Regions from separate parts of the Mus musculus genome. Here region 1 is linked to region 2. A link is a contact called in public HiChIP or PLAC-seq data. All regions are on one chromosome and are shown on one strand. Each heading gives the region's core, a stretch centred on a gene start, on an enhancer-like site or on the middle of the called end of the contact. The rest is flanking DNA. Distances are from core to core; before and after follow the strand shown. Region 1 has its middle 11 kb from the start of Gm39608. Region 2 has its middle 14 kb from the start of Gm39604.

Region 1 (6,498 bases), core at 2,488-4,987, 620 kb before region 2:
ATGGCCTTGGTCTCACACTCTTAAGAGCTTCTTACAAAGCCGCTCATCTCTTCTGTCTCAGGACAGCCTGACCACTCTATCATCCACCACGAAGAAGACTCTCGGGGTGGACAGACAGCAGACTTGGTCACTCTGTATAGAACCCTCAGCACTGCCCATGTTCTCAGCCTGAGAACATTTCCCACTTCCCTGCTTCCTTTCCTGCCCTACAAGGCCATCTCTCATGGCACTGTCTCCTGGGGACAGTGATAGAGGTTTGTCACTTGACAAGATTCTCGAGCCTCACCCCGCTCTTAGGAATGGCAGGTGGCGCTCCAGGCCTGCTCCTCACTTCTCCAGGCCCTTTCCAGGCTACACATACATCTCCTTGCTCACATCACTGGGTCTTCTCAGCTCTGCTGCCAGCTGGAATTCAGTGTCCCAGCAAGGGCTGTGCCCTGTGCAGAGAGGAGCAAGGGGTGCAGTAGACCTGTGAGGCCCCAACTCTGCATGGGATGCAGAGCTGCTTTCTAACACAGACACTGCATTTAGTTTCCTATTCTTTCCACTGGGGGTGTCCAAGGAGCAGGGGCTGCAAACCTCTGCAGAGCTTAACAGTGTCCATCCCTGCCATACACCAGTCATGTTCAGAGAGCATCAGGGATGATCAGTGATGAGGGTGCCATCATTGTGTCTCAGATGGGAAGACACTGCTCCCAGGCTTCATTTTCAATAGCACCTTGATTCAAGAGAGCATTTCTCATGAAGAAGTCAAGCGCTGTATTACCTTAGCCATACCTCTAGAAGCTCTCCTCGCCAATGCACAGCTCAAGGGACCTCTGCCTGCTGCTTCTCCTGGGCTGGCACAGCCAAGGGCAGAGCATTTCCTCTTGGTCAAGGAGCCCAGCAGGAGCTGTGTGCTGCGTGGTGGCTAGAGCAGAAAAGGTGGCACTGTGACCCAGAGCTCCAATTGTTCCTGGATGAAAACTGGATGCTGTATGTGGCTCTCTCAGCAATGGGCCTTAAATGTCAAGGCTGAAACTGGATACTGACAGGGGTAAGTGGGGTACATTGTGGGCTTTGAGTGCTGTGCCCATGACAGTTATGTTCCAGTCGATCTAATCACTATGTGAATAGATCTGCAGCTGGACAGTATGTGCATTGCATCCATCTCCCGACAGCTTCATCATTTCCTCCTCCCTTGGACCTTTATCAGCTGTTGTTTGAATGTCTCCTGATCTTTCTGAGTTGGCTCTGGTTTTCCTACTACCCTCTCAAAGGCTTCAATTATTGGCCCTTATAATCACATCCCTGTTCCCGCAACCTAGCCCTGCTCTAGCTCCTGATCTGGATAGACCCAAGAAATATAAATCGTCTTTGGGGAAAGTATCCTTTTCACCATGCAAATGAGCATATGAGTACCTGCTGCCTCCAGAATCAGAGCCAAGCTGCTGTTGCTAAGAAAGGAGAGATAAGAGAACAGCATTGTGTGCTAAACTCTGTATAGTGCTTGCATGGTAACACATTTAGTCCTAAAAAATATTGTATGAAATAAATCGTCATTGTGCTTCTTATGAGGCAACGGACGCCTCAGTAACATGGTCTGTCATTTGCCTTACAGGGTTACAGCTAGTTTCTGAAACTCCACACACAGGTGGCTGGAGCTAATTGTCAGTGGCTTTGCCCTGAAATGGAGGGGTGGGGTCAGGGAGAGATTGTGGCAGCTGAGCCTGGAAAATGACCATTTTTGAAAGGTGCCAGTTTTCAGCTTCCGGACGTAGGTACTTGTTCTCATTTTGGAAAGGGTTCTGCTTGGCTGGAGGACATCAGCCCTAGCGTGGGCTTCCTGGTGCTGTGTCAGCTTTGAAGAAGCTGAGGGAATGATTTCAAGATGTACAGAGGACTAAGCCAAGGGAAGCCACTTTTGGAGACTAAAGAGCAAGCTTGGCATGGAGAGATGCCAAAGCCCCCTTAAGTGTTCAGGGCTCTGGGCTTTGTATAGGATCTTTATCTAACACATTTGCAGATTTCTCAAGTGCATTGATGAATATTTAGAATTAAGGAAAGAAAAGAGGCAATACTCCACCAGTGTCCCTTAATAACCCCTGTATGGACCAAAAAGTGACACCACATTGTTGCTCCAACCACTCTCTGTGCCACCACACTCTCTGAAGCCCCAGTCAGATCTGAGCAGGGCAGTGCTTCCCTCTGCAGCTCCCTGGCCACTGTTTCTTTCATGCTGGCCAGCCCAGCTGTGTGCTACCCATCAACCCCTCAGACATTGTTCTGAGCATCACTGAAAGTGAGCTGCCATTTGTTTTCTTGTGGGAATTTTATGGCAAAACAGAGAAAACACAGTTTTGAAGTGTTTTACTCCTATTGTTTTATATGCATAGATGTTTTGCTTGTATACCATGTGCATGTCTGCATGGTACCCAGCAGACGCTAGAAGGGGACACTTAATTCCATGGATCTGGAGTTACAGATAGCTGTAAGCCATCATGTGGCTGCTGAGAATTGAACTTGGATCCTCTCGAAGAGCAACAAGTGCTCTTAATCCCTAACCATCTTTCTAGCCCTGAAAATATCTTTAATTTTCCCCACAACGTTATGTGTCTGAATGTTTTGCCTGCATGTATGTTTGTGTACTACATGCATACCTGGTCCTCATGGAGGCTAGAAGAGGGCATTGGATCCCCTGGAACTGGAGTTACAAATGGTTGTGAGCTGCCAAGTGGGTACTAGAACCGAACCTTGGCCCTGTACAAGAGCAGCAATGGCTCTTAACTATCGAGTCATCTCTTTAACTCACCTTGCCCTCCTAAAGTCTTTTGATTTTTGTCTTTTCTTTTAGTTTCACCTAGTCTGTAGTCATGGTGTTCCGAAAACATGGTCAGGCGTTGGTGGTGGTTGTTTGGGGTGTGTGTGTGTGTGTGTGTGTGTGTGTGTGCGCAGGTATTTTGTTCTGTTTTGAGACATGTAGCCCAAGCTGGCTTCAAACTCACTGTGTAACTGAGGATGACCCCGAATTCTTGATTCTGCCTCTGGCTCCCAAGTGCTGGGATTCCATGCTTGCCATACTCAGCTGACATCATGAGACATCACCACATTCTAACTGAGCATGGACTGGGATATCCTTCTATGTGTCCTGTCCCCTTGCCTTTCAAACACTCCCACCACCCAGGACTCTAGGAGAGGGCCCAAAGGAAGATTCAGAAAAATAGATCCTATTCATGCCTCAGAACCCCTTATCCCGAAAGGCTTGAGAACAGCCTGGGAGACCATGACCTCTAAAACCTTCAAAGAGATGAGCAAGGCCACTCCCAGGAAACAATACAACAAACTAGATCCTGTCAAAGATGTGAGGGGATTTCCTTGACTGTCATGTTGTTGGGAAGCACATAGGTCACAGGGTACCCACTGTCACTGGTACCATCTCACCCTGTACCAGTGAGAATCTAGTCAACACCATGTATACCCAAAGCTTTGACACCCCCCACACACACCTACACCCACACACACTTCTATCTGTTTTATTAACATCTTGAGATTTCTATGAAGTAGAAATACAGAGTATTCTGACAGCTGGGCTCCCCCTCCTTGCTGGAAAGAGATGACTGGCTTTTTAAGGGGTGGGATCCTTGTTTGGTGTGGCATCCCTGGTTGGGAGGGGCAGCTAAAGTAAGCCAGAGTCCAGGGAACAAAGCTGGCACAGCCACCTGATGGCTGAATGCCAAATCCACCTTTCCAGATATGCCACCTCAGCAGGCCCTGGTGAGTAACTCCACTCCTGGAACAATGGCTGTCTGTGTGTAAAGGGCCCGAATATGAACTGGGCTCTCACTGCCTGCCATGTTCACAAGTGATGAGTCAACTGGAGTTGAGTGGGGACCTCAGCAGGAGATTAGGTCAGACACATGAAAACCAAACAAAACCAAACAGCGAGAGTGTCTCCAACTGACCTGGTAAGCGGAGAGTATGACGGAGCTCCCATAGGAAGGTGAGGGGGGACTGTCATCAACTGGTCCAGTGTGAAGAACAGGATACAATAAGAAATATAGCCACTTGGCGTTAGATTCTCAAAGCAAGTCCTCCAGACTTCCTTCTGACCCTCCCCCACTCTTTGCACCAATATGCCATAAGACTGGGTCCACACCCAGCCGTCTGGAGAGACACAGTAACTGCCCACAGCCACAGTCCCACTCTCCTTCATCCAGTTTCACAGGAAGTTTTGTGTCTTCTACTTTGGGCTGCCTGCAAACTGAGTGTCAAGCAAACATGTCAGGCATAGGTGACTTTGAATTCTGGGCAATCTATCCTGATTGGCCCTTTCCCTCACCTAATGATATTCTATCTTTGTGTTTCACTAATGCACTATGATCCACATCTAATCCTTTAAGGAATGAGGTGGGGTAAGAACAAATAGATAAGTCATTAAGCTGACCTCAGAGTGAAATTCAAACAACCCATGAGTCTTCTGTATTCCCACCCAGCAGGGGCGGTGGAGACAATGGTCTCTTCTTCCTGCAGAAGGGCAGAAAAGCAAGAGTGCAGAGCTGCCCTGGGGGTAGTATTCTCCAGCCTTCTCATGAGTACTTCAAGTGTTCATTTATTCATTGTAAGCTTAGATTTTTCAAAACCTACTTTAATCAGAGTTCTTAAATGCTTTAACCTCCTTTCTAGTCCACCACCCACCAGAGGCAGTGGAAAGGACAGGTTAGTAGGGCAAAAGGGGGATGTAGACCTGTTTAGAAATTGTCTTGGGGCGATTCCAATCTTTACTGTCAGGATACCAGCAGTTCAGTTCACAGGAATCAGCAGCAGTAGCTTGATCCACTTGCAAACACCAGCAATGGCAGCTTGGTTCAGTAGAAACCACAAGGCTCTGCCAATTGGCCCTAGATCTGAGGAAGTGGCAAGAGGCTGCTGGAATATCACAAGAAGTTTTTGGTACATTCCTCTCTACAAAGTCATGACAAACAATAATTAATAAAGAAGGCAAGGCGAACCAACACCACACAGCATCATCTACTGCCTGTTGGGTTATATGTATACCCTTTCCAAACATCATGTGTCCTCTCAAGTGTCTACTCCAGCAAAATGTCACATGCCCTTTTCCCAGGCAGCTTCTCAGCAAAACATCTTCTCACATGTCTGGTTCAGCAAAATATACTCTCATAAGAAAGTTTTCAGAAAAACATCACATGACACAAAAGAAACTCAAAATTTCCACTTCAATTCATTCATTCATTCATTCATTCATTCATTCAGACTCAACAAGCATACACTGAACACATGCTATCTGTTAGAAGCTGGGTGACCTAGGCAAGTGCCGTCCTCTCAATGAATTGGCACCATAGTGGTGGTGGTAGGGGTAGAATGAAGAACAGCAATCACATAAGCCACATGATTTCAGATAAAGCAAATAAATGGGTTGAGAATGACTCACATTATCTATAAGCTTAATACTGTAGGTGTGAAGGATGGAGGATCACAAGTTCAAAGCCAGTTCCAGGCTCAGCAGGGCCACACAGTTTCAAAATAGCAAAAGAAGACAAGGAGGATGAGGAGGAAAGGGGGAAGAGAGAAAGAAAACTAAAAGTAAGCAAACATAGTTGGTGGAATCTCTAGGGGGTCATATTTGAACAAAAGTCTGAACACAGGGAAGAGATGACCGAAAAGAAGATATTGCCAAAGGCCCTGTGGTAGGAATATGCTTGATATATTCTGAATATGGTTAAGAAGGCTCCAGAACTTGGCTGGAACACAACAGATGACAGGAGTCTGGAGGAAGATCAGGGAATAAGAAGCCTAGATCATATAGGGATGCATATTCCATGAGGAAGAGTAAGATGTTATGAATAGCATGGGGAGCTGATGATGCCTTACAGCTCACTGTAGAGAAAGAGATCTCTGACCCTGTGGAATAAGAAGTCATCCAGCCACTGCTGTGGTGAGGGTTAAAGATGCTAGCCTGGATTATGATGCTGGTGAAGGAGATCTAGTACTACCCACTTTCAGTAAGGAAATTAACTAATTAAACTACTATTATATAGGGGAAATCTGTCTTAGGATCAATGAAATATAGTCATCAGGGAATAGAAGCTCAAAGCTTTACCCTCAATCAAGCATGTAAAGAAATGAAGGACAACTCTATAGCTTGGTCTGAGCACTGACTGAAGTGAAGAGACCAGGAGGTGCAGCTTTGGGGACAAGCAGGAAGCACACTAGGAGTGAGAGGTGTATATTCCCCACATGCTGTGTTTCAGCTGACCATCAGACACCCAGGCAGCTCAGCCTACTAGAGTTGGACATAAGATCCTGGAGCTCAGTAAGGAAGGGGCTGGGTGTATAATTTGAGGGACTTTGCACTGAGATGGCTGGTTGCCATGAAACAGGATGTCATCTTTCTTTTTCTCTCTTCTGGAACCCCAGGGTTAGGTTCACTTTTCCAGAGGAGGTGTAGCAGCATCTATTTACCCCAGACAGGGCAGCATCCAGAGCAAGGAAACAGTGCCA
Region 2 (7,036 bases), core at 3,684-6,183:
AAAAGAAAGTCCACCCCTTTCTTGTGATTGATGTCTTTTTCAACCAGTGGTCTGTAAAACTTGCCATTCTCTGAAAAGGGTAGGAAAAAGACAAAAAACAAAACAAACAAACAAACAAACAAACAAACAGTCCCTGCACTGGGCTGGGACCTCACTGTCAGATAACATGGCCTAGCTGGAACAGATTTTCCCTTCTGTCCAACACGGACCAAAGAGACTTTAAACAACTTTTTCTAGGTCTTTTTTAGAGGAATAAAGGCAAATGCTAAAAAGATTTCATTTTCTGTCACCTTGTCAGCTCCAGTACTTAGGGGAAAGATTATAAAAAAATTTTAAATGCAAATGTATAAGTAAGGCCCAGTTGCTGGAGGGAGCTTAAAGGGTGTTTAACAATACAGAACTGCTTGGGATGAGACCTTCTGCATAAACTGAAAGCCAACACCACCTTCTCTGATGACGAGATACAGTTAGACTTAGAATACCCAGAAGGGCTTTGTATCTTGCACTCTGTCAGAGAATTATCTCCTAGCTGAAAGTTCTGTCTCTAATCAAGATACAGTTGGACTATCTCTCAGATTAACAACAAGATTGCTGGAAGTATGGGAAAAGGCAATACTCCAGAACTGACCGAACACCAAGCTCCGATAATTGTTCAATTAACCAGTTCAGCTACCTCCATTCAGATTAAACAATGACCCTGGAAACAAAAGAGGAAATTGTAGTCCATATTGCCTGGCTTAAAGAGACAGGCATCCTGGGGCCCTGCCAATCACCCTGGAACACACCTGTCCTGCCTATAAAGAAACGTAAGACTGCGGATTCCCATGAATCTAATTCTTCCAGGGAAACAGGTATTCATCCTCTTGAACCTGAAAGATCCGCTCTTCAGCCTCTGGTTGACAGCGGAGGGTCAACCCATCTCTTTGCTTTTAAACGAACAGACCCAATGGGAGGTTACATCAGGCAACAATACCTGAACCACCAGAATGCCCCAGGATTTAAGACAGACTTCCTGCCCTTCCATCAGAGGTTTCCTGGAGAAAATAGATTATAAAAGTGCCATTGAGAACCGCTGTAAGAGTTACAGACCTTATCGAATAAGAAAGCCCAGTTATAGAAGGTTACCTATCTTGAGTAAAGGGAGGTACAAAGAGCCTAGATCAGAGTAGGATGGCTGCCATCCTTCAGATCCCAATTTCAAAGACCAAGAGACAGATTCAAGAGTTCCTAGGTACTTCTGGATATTGCTGCCTCTGGATACCAGAGTTTGTGGTAATTGCAAGGCCTTTATATGCTAGCACAAATGGGGTGCTAAGCCCCTGATCTGGCCTCAGACTAAACAAAAGGCATCACAAAATGGATATCATTGTTAAGATACCTGCAGTGCAGATCAATAGCAAACACCAAACATGAATAGCAGCAGTAGCTGCAGGAACCGCAAGGCTCCACCAAATCAGCACAAGTCATCAAAAGTGGTAAGGATCAACTGGAATACCACAAGAAATTGTTTGGTGCCTTTCTCTCTACAACAAAGTCAAGACAAGTGAAGATCAGCAAAGACCAGCAAAGAAGCAAGACCAGCAATGGGTTGAACGGCCAGAGGCAAGCAAAAACCAGTGAACACCAGCGAAGCATTGTACAGTGTCATAATGCAAGAGCAGCCTCTCACTGTTTGTGGGGCTCTATTTCTACCCTTTCAAAACACCATGCACCCACTCAAGCCTCCACTTCAGCAAATGCCCTCTCACGTATCTGCTTCAACAGAACACCGTCGCTTATGACAGCTTCCAGAAAACCATCACATGACACAATTGAGTTTCCAAAGAAACCAGAAATTTCCAATGTCAGCTTGTTGTAGTCTGATGCCACTGCCTGGGTCAAACAACTGGCCAAAGAGGCACTGAAACTAACTAGGAAAGGACCTCACACGGTGGTTCTCTCCACTCCTGTGGCTGTGGAAGGTAGCTGCCACAAAAAAGCAGAAGCCAGACACTGCTGCCAAATGTATTGTCTCCTGGACCGTGCACCCATTAAAATTGAAGTTTCATTAGGCCCCAGGCCCTTTACTCCCTGTCCCTCTAATCCCTCCTGAGTCTTACACTATAGATATGTACGGGGTCATGGTCCAACCCCCACTGTCCCCAGGCCTAGACTAAAAACTTATGAAGACAGATACAGGGAAGGCATTAGCTAGTGTGACCATAGACCAACAATCCATTGTCCATCCTGACCGTTACTGATGCTTGCTTATAGTGTCTGGTATAAGTGTGCACGTGCGTGCGCGCGCGTGTGTGTGTGTGTGTGTGTGTGTGTAAGAGAGAGAGAGAGAGCAGAATTTATCTTTTGAAATAAAAATATAGAATTTACAATTCTATGCATGTCCTGAAGCTAGGCCCCCTAGTTGCCAGAAACAAGGGAGTTTCCATTGCAAAAATTAGGTTTATAAAACAGGATTCCTGAAAAAAAAAATCCTTTAAAAAGATACTGGCCTTTGAGAAACAGGAAACATCTGGAGAGTCAGATTCTTTGTCCCAGGAAGGGACCCTAGGGGTAAAGTTAATCATCCCAGCCTGAAGTTGGCCAGGATTGCTGCTTATGCTGAAACACCGAGACCCTGCACTACTACACAGGGATACGAACTAATCAGACTGCCAACACACTGACTGATACAACTCACTGAGACTGGTAGTAGCCCAAATTAATGTTAAAAGACTTATAAAGGGGGCTGGTGAGATGGCTCAGTGGGTAAGAGCACCCGACTGCTCTTCCGAAGGTCCAGAGTTCAAATCCCAGCAACCACATGGTGGCTCATAACCATCCGTAACGAGATCTGATGCCCTCTTCTGGTATATCTGAAGACAGCTACAGTGTACTTACATATAATAATAAATAAATCTTTAAAAAAAAAAACTTATAAAGGCTAAAACTTATCAAATATTCAAAACTTTAAACCTAGGCACTACTGATATCTGCTTATAGAATTAACCTTATAGGTTAATTCTTATAAATAACAACAATATAACTGAGACGACTTTGTGGGCATGTATTAATGGTTTGACTAAATATGCCCCTTCTGATGCTTTCCAAACTAATGATAGGTTGATCAGGACCTAGAGATATTAAAACAACAGTTAGATTCCTTTACAGAAATGACCCTACAAATTGGAGAGGCTTAGAGTTACTTCTCATGGGCTTTAAAAACAACAGCAACAACAACACCTATGTCTGGCTTTGGGAAAAACCTATTGTTTCTATACAAATTGATCAAGAGTAATTAAAAACAAGACCCAAAACCTTGCCAGTGTTGGGGAAATACTTGGTTCCCTGGCTAACTACTCTGCTATCAAACACGGGCCAGGTCTTTAATTCTCATTCTGATTAGATTGACACCAGGTTCCTGCATCAAAACTAAAACAGGATAAGTCCATTGTTTGACTCGTTTTCTAAGACCAATGAGGAATGTAACAGGCCCAGACCTTAGCACATCTGACTCCATGATGGAAATGCTGTTCAGGTTATAAAACTCAGCACATAGGCTGTAACACCTGCCAAAACCAAAACAAAACCAAAGACTTATTCTGTCAAAGCAAGCAATACATAGTTTTGTAAAGACATTTGTATAGAACATGTAAAGTGTATGGATCGATTAAGGAAGATCAATAAAGACAACTGCCCTGCTTTAGAGGATAGATAGTTTGATCACATAATCAAACCACAATATAAATTTCCATTTATGTCATCTTAAAGGATGGTATGTAATAATAAGTCATGAGAATTTTTGTTCCCAATAAGAGTTATTGGCTGAATATAGACATTTAAGTCTCAGCTGGCCCCAGAGCTGCCTCTGTGTACATATACATCACTTATCTTGTTGATCTTGTTAGTCTCCTTCTTGTCCATAGCCAAAATCTTTAGGGGGGGGTCTCTCTTTGTCATGTCTGATTTTTATCAACTTGAAAGAAACCCATACCTTTTCTTTTCCTGTGGAAACATAGGCATAACCTCTCCCCCAGAGTACCACATTTCTTGTTTTCTATTCTGATGTTAGAACATCCTTAAAATAAGCAGGCTGATTTAGTTTAGTAGATTTTCCCACAATCTAATGTCTCTTAATAGCCATAGTTTTTTGTTCATTAGCACTTAAAAATTTTAAGGTTAATAAAGTACTATATAGGGCTGGAGAGATGGCTCAGTGATTTAGAGCACCAATTGCTCTTCCAGAGGTCCTGAGTTCAATTCCCAGCAACAAATGGTGGCTCACAGCCATCTGTAATGGGATCTGATGCTCTCTTCTGGTGTGTCCCAAGAGTGACAGTGTAGCTACATTAAATAAATAAATCTTTAAAAAATAAAGTACTATATAATATATCTTTAGAGATCTTCATTGCCCCCTTTTGTTTTATATTATATTACGTTTAAAATTTGTTTTATTTTATTAGATACATATGCCAGACCATTGTTCGTTTTAATTTGTATGGGTATATAATGGCCATAACTTCTAACAAATGTGTAATTATAGAATCAACCTTTTCTGAAGTTAAGGCAGTTGCCCATTGAAATCTTGAATATGTGTCTATTGTATGATGCACATATCTCAGTTTACTAAACTGAATATATCTATTGCCAAATTTCACTTCTTTGAGTACCTTTAGGGTTAATTCATGTAGGTAATGGAGTTTGGTTATATAATGTAAGTAGCACATTGTCTCACAATTTTCTTGGCTTGTTGCCAGGTGATAGGGAATTCTTCCTTTAAACATTTACTGTTAACATGTTTTTTAATGGCATTTTGAAGCGTCTAATACACTTCCAATCAATAGGTGATCAATTTTATTATTACCTTGTGCCGGAGGGCCTGGCAGACCTGTATGGGATCTCATGTGGGATATATATAGTGGATGACTCCTAGTCTTGATTATTTGTTGTGGCTGAATAAACAGTGAGTCAATTTAGAGTCATCCTGAGTAAGTTTAGCAGTCTCTATGTGCAAAACAACCCTTTTGTATATGGAGAGTCAGTTACTATATTAAGAGGCTCTTGAAAATCCGATAACATCATAAGTATTGTATATAATTGAACTGATTTATAGGGACTATTTGTCAATTTTTATCTTGTGTCCATAACAAGACAATCTCTATATTCATAAAAGGTACAACAATTTTAGCTGGATCCATTACAGCTAACTGTCAACGTCTCATTTTTCCTTTTAGCATCAATTTAGAAAACTTTGCTATGTAGGTTTTTAATTTCTTACTGTTTCTGTGTTTAAAATATTCATTTTAAGATATAATCTTGCCTCTGCCTGAGAATTCCTGTAGGGGAATGAGTAGAAGGCAAAATAACTAAGATGCAGGCCATCTTTGGATTAATATGATCTAGATGTGTATCCTGAAATTTACTTTCTACCAAAGCGAACTCTTTTTCAGCCTTGGCAGATAATTTTCTCAGGCTATTTAAATCTTTATCAACTTGTAAGTTTTGAAATAAATTGTTTACCTCTTGAGTAGCCAAGCCAATTGCAGGTCACAGCCAGTTAATATCTTCTAGTAGCTTCTGAAAATCATTAAGAATCTTTAATTGGTTTTTTTTTTTTTTCTGATTTGCACCTTTTGTGGCCTACCCTTTTATAGACTTATTCTATATACTAGATAATTAATGTAATCCTCTCTTGTGTCTTTTCAGGGATGATTTATAATTACCAGAAAGTCAAGGCAGGGATTTTTAGAAGGGGTTGCTTGTTCGTTTGTTTGTTTTTATTTTTTAAGATTTATTTATTTATTATATGAGTACACAGTTGATATCTTCAGACACACCAGAAGAGGGCATTGGATCCCATTACAGATGGTTGTGAGCCACCATGTCGTTGCTGGGAATTGAACTCAGGACCTCTGGAAGAGCAGTCAGTGCTCTTAACCCCTGAGCCATCTCTCCAGCCCTTTGTTTGCTTTTCTTCATCTAACATTCTTTTTAGGATATTTATATCTTAATCAGTCAGTATGATATCATCTATATAATAATAAATAATGTATTAAGGAAATTGTTTATGAATCATCTATAATGGCTGTTATACAAAATACTGACATGAGGTAGGGCTATTTAACATTCTTTGTGGCAGGACTTTCCAATGATATCTTTTTATTGTCCAACCTCTATTAAAGGTAGGTACTGAGAAAACCAACCTTTCCTTATCATGTTCATATAAAGGAATTGTGAAAAAAAAAAAAAAACAATCTTTTAGATCAATCACTATGATAGGCCATTCCTTAGGCAACAAGAAAGGCAATGCAGTTCCAGGCTGCAGGGAACCCATTGGCTGAATAATCTTATTGATTGCTCTGAGATCTGTCAACATCTTTCATTGGCCAGACTTCTTTTTAATGACAAATACTGGAGAATTCCAAGGGCTGGTGGACTCTTCTGTATATTGAGCCTCTAGCTGTTCCTGGACTAGCTGTTCTAGTGCCTGTGTTTTTCTTTTGTCATATACCATTGACCAATTCAAATGGATTGGTCAGTCAGCCACCTTAGTGGTAAGGCTGTTGGTGTCTTATCAGCAGTGGCTCTTTGAGGTCGAGCTGAATTGTCAGCCTCTGCTGTATCTTATTTATGGACAGCCTGGACAGTCTGTAACTGTCTTTGATAACATTCCTTAACTAATTTGATGTTTTTATTAGGATCCTGACTGGTTTTGCAAACTGAAAGGATATTAATTTGCATTTTCCACTACTGTAACAGATCTCTTCCCCATAAGTTTATGGCTATATCGGCCATCTATGACTTTAATTTTCCTATTTGACTTTCAGGTCCTATATACTAAATCATTTGCTTTATTTGGAATAAAGCTCCAACTCCTTGAAATTGGATGTCTACTTCTTGAAGTGGCTAACCTATAGACTAAAATTTTGGAGTGATAATGTGACATCTGCTTCATTGTTAACCATTCCTTTAATTTCAATATTGTTTACTAATATTCTTAGCTTGGGCCTTTGATCCTCTATTGAAGTTTGTCAAAATATTTGGTTTTGGCCCCTTTTTA

The links. HiChIP or PLAC-seq counts read pairs in DNA pulled down with a chosen protein or histone mark.
Region 1: a contact with region 2 is called in a FOXA1 HiChIP or PLAC-seq map of pancreatic cancer cells. The contact joins two enhancer-like sites. A contact is called at or near these places in 5 of 39 promoter capture datasets (the C10 cell line, the HPC-7 cell line, embryonic stem cells and 2 more) and 2 of 115 datasets of contacts at active chromatin or transcription factors (embryonic stem cells and pancreatic cancer cells).

The regions. Positions count from the first base shown.
Region 1 is chr11:20,884,495-20,890,992 of GRCm38.p6, reverse strand. No RefSeq gene overlaps it. Among named protein-coding and RNA genes, the nearest start is that of Gm39608, 11 kb to the left of the region's middle. Within about 2 kb of position 3,737, at least 32 of the 459 cell types and tissues checked have an H3K27ac peak or open chromatin away from gene starts, as enhancers often do. A contact at or near this core is called in pancreatic cancer cells, where this site is marked.
Region 2 is chr11:20,264,993-20,272,028 of GRCm38.p6, reverse strand. No RefSeq gene overlaps it. Among named protein-coding and RNA genes, the nearest start is that of Gm39604, 14 kb to the right of the region's middle. Within about 2 kb of position 4,933, at least 5 of the 459 cell types and tissues checked have an H3K27ac peak or open chromatin away from gene starts, as enhancers often do. A contact at or near this core is called in pancreatic cancer cells, where this site is marked.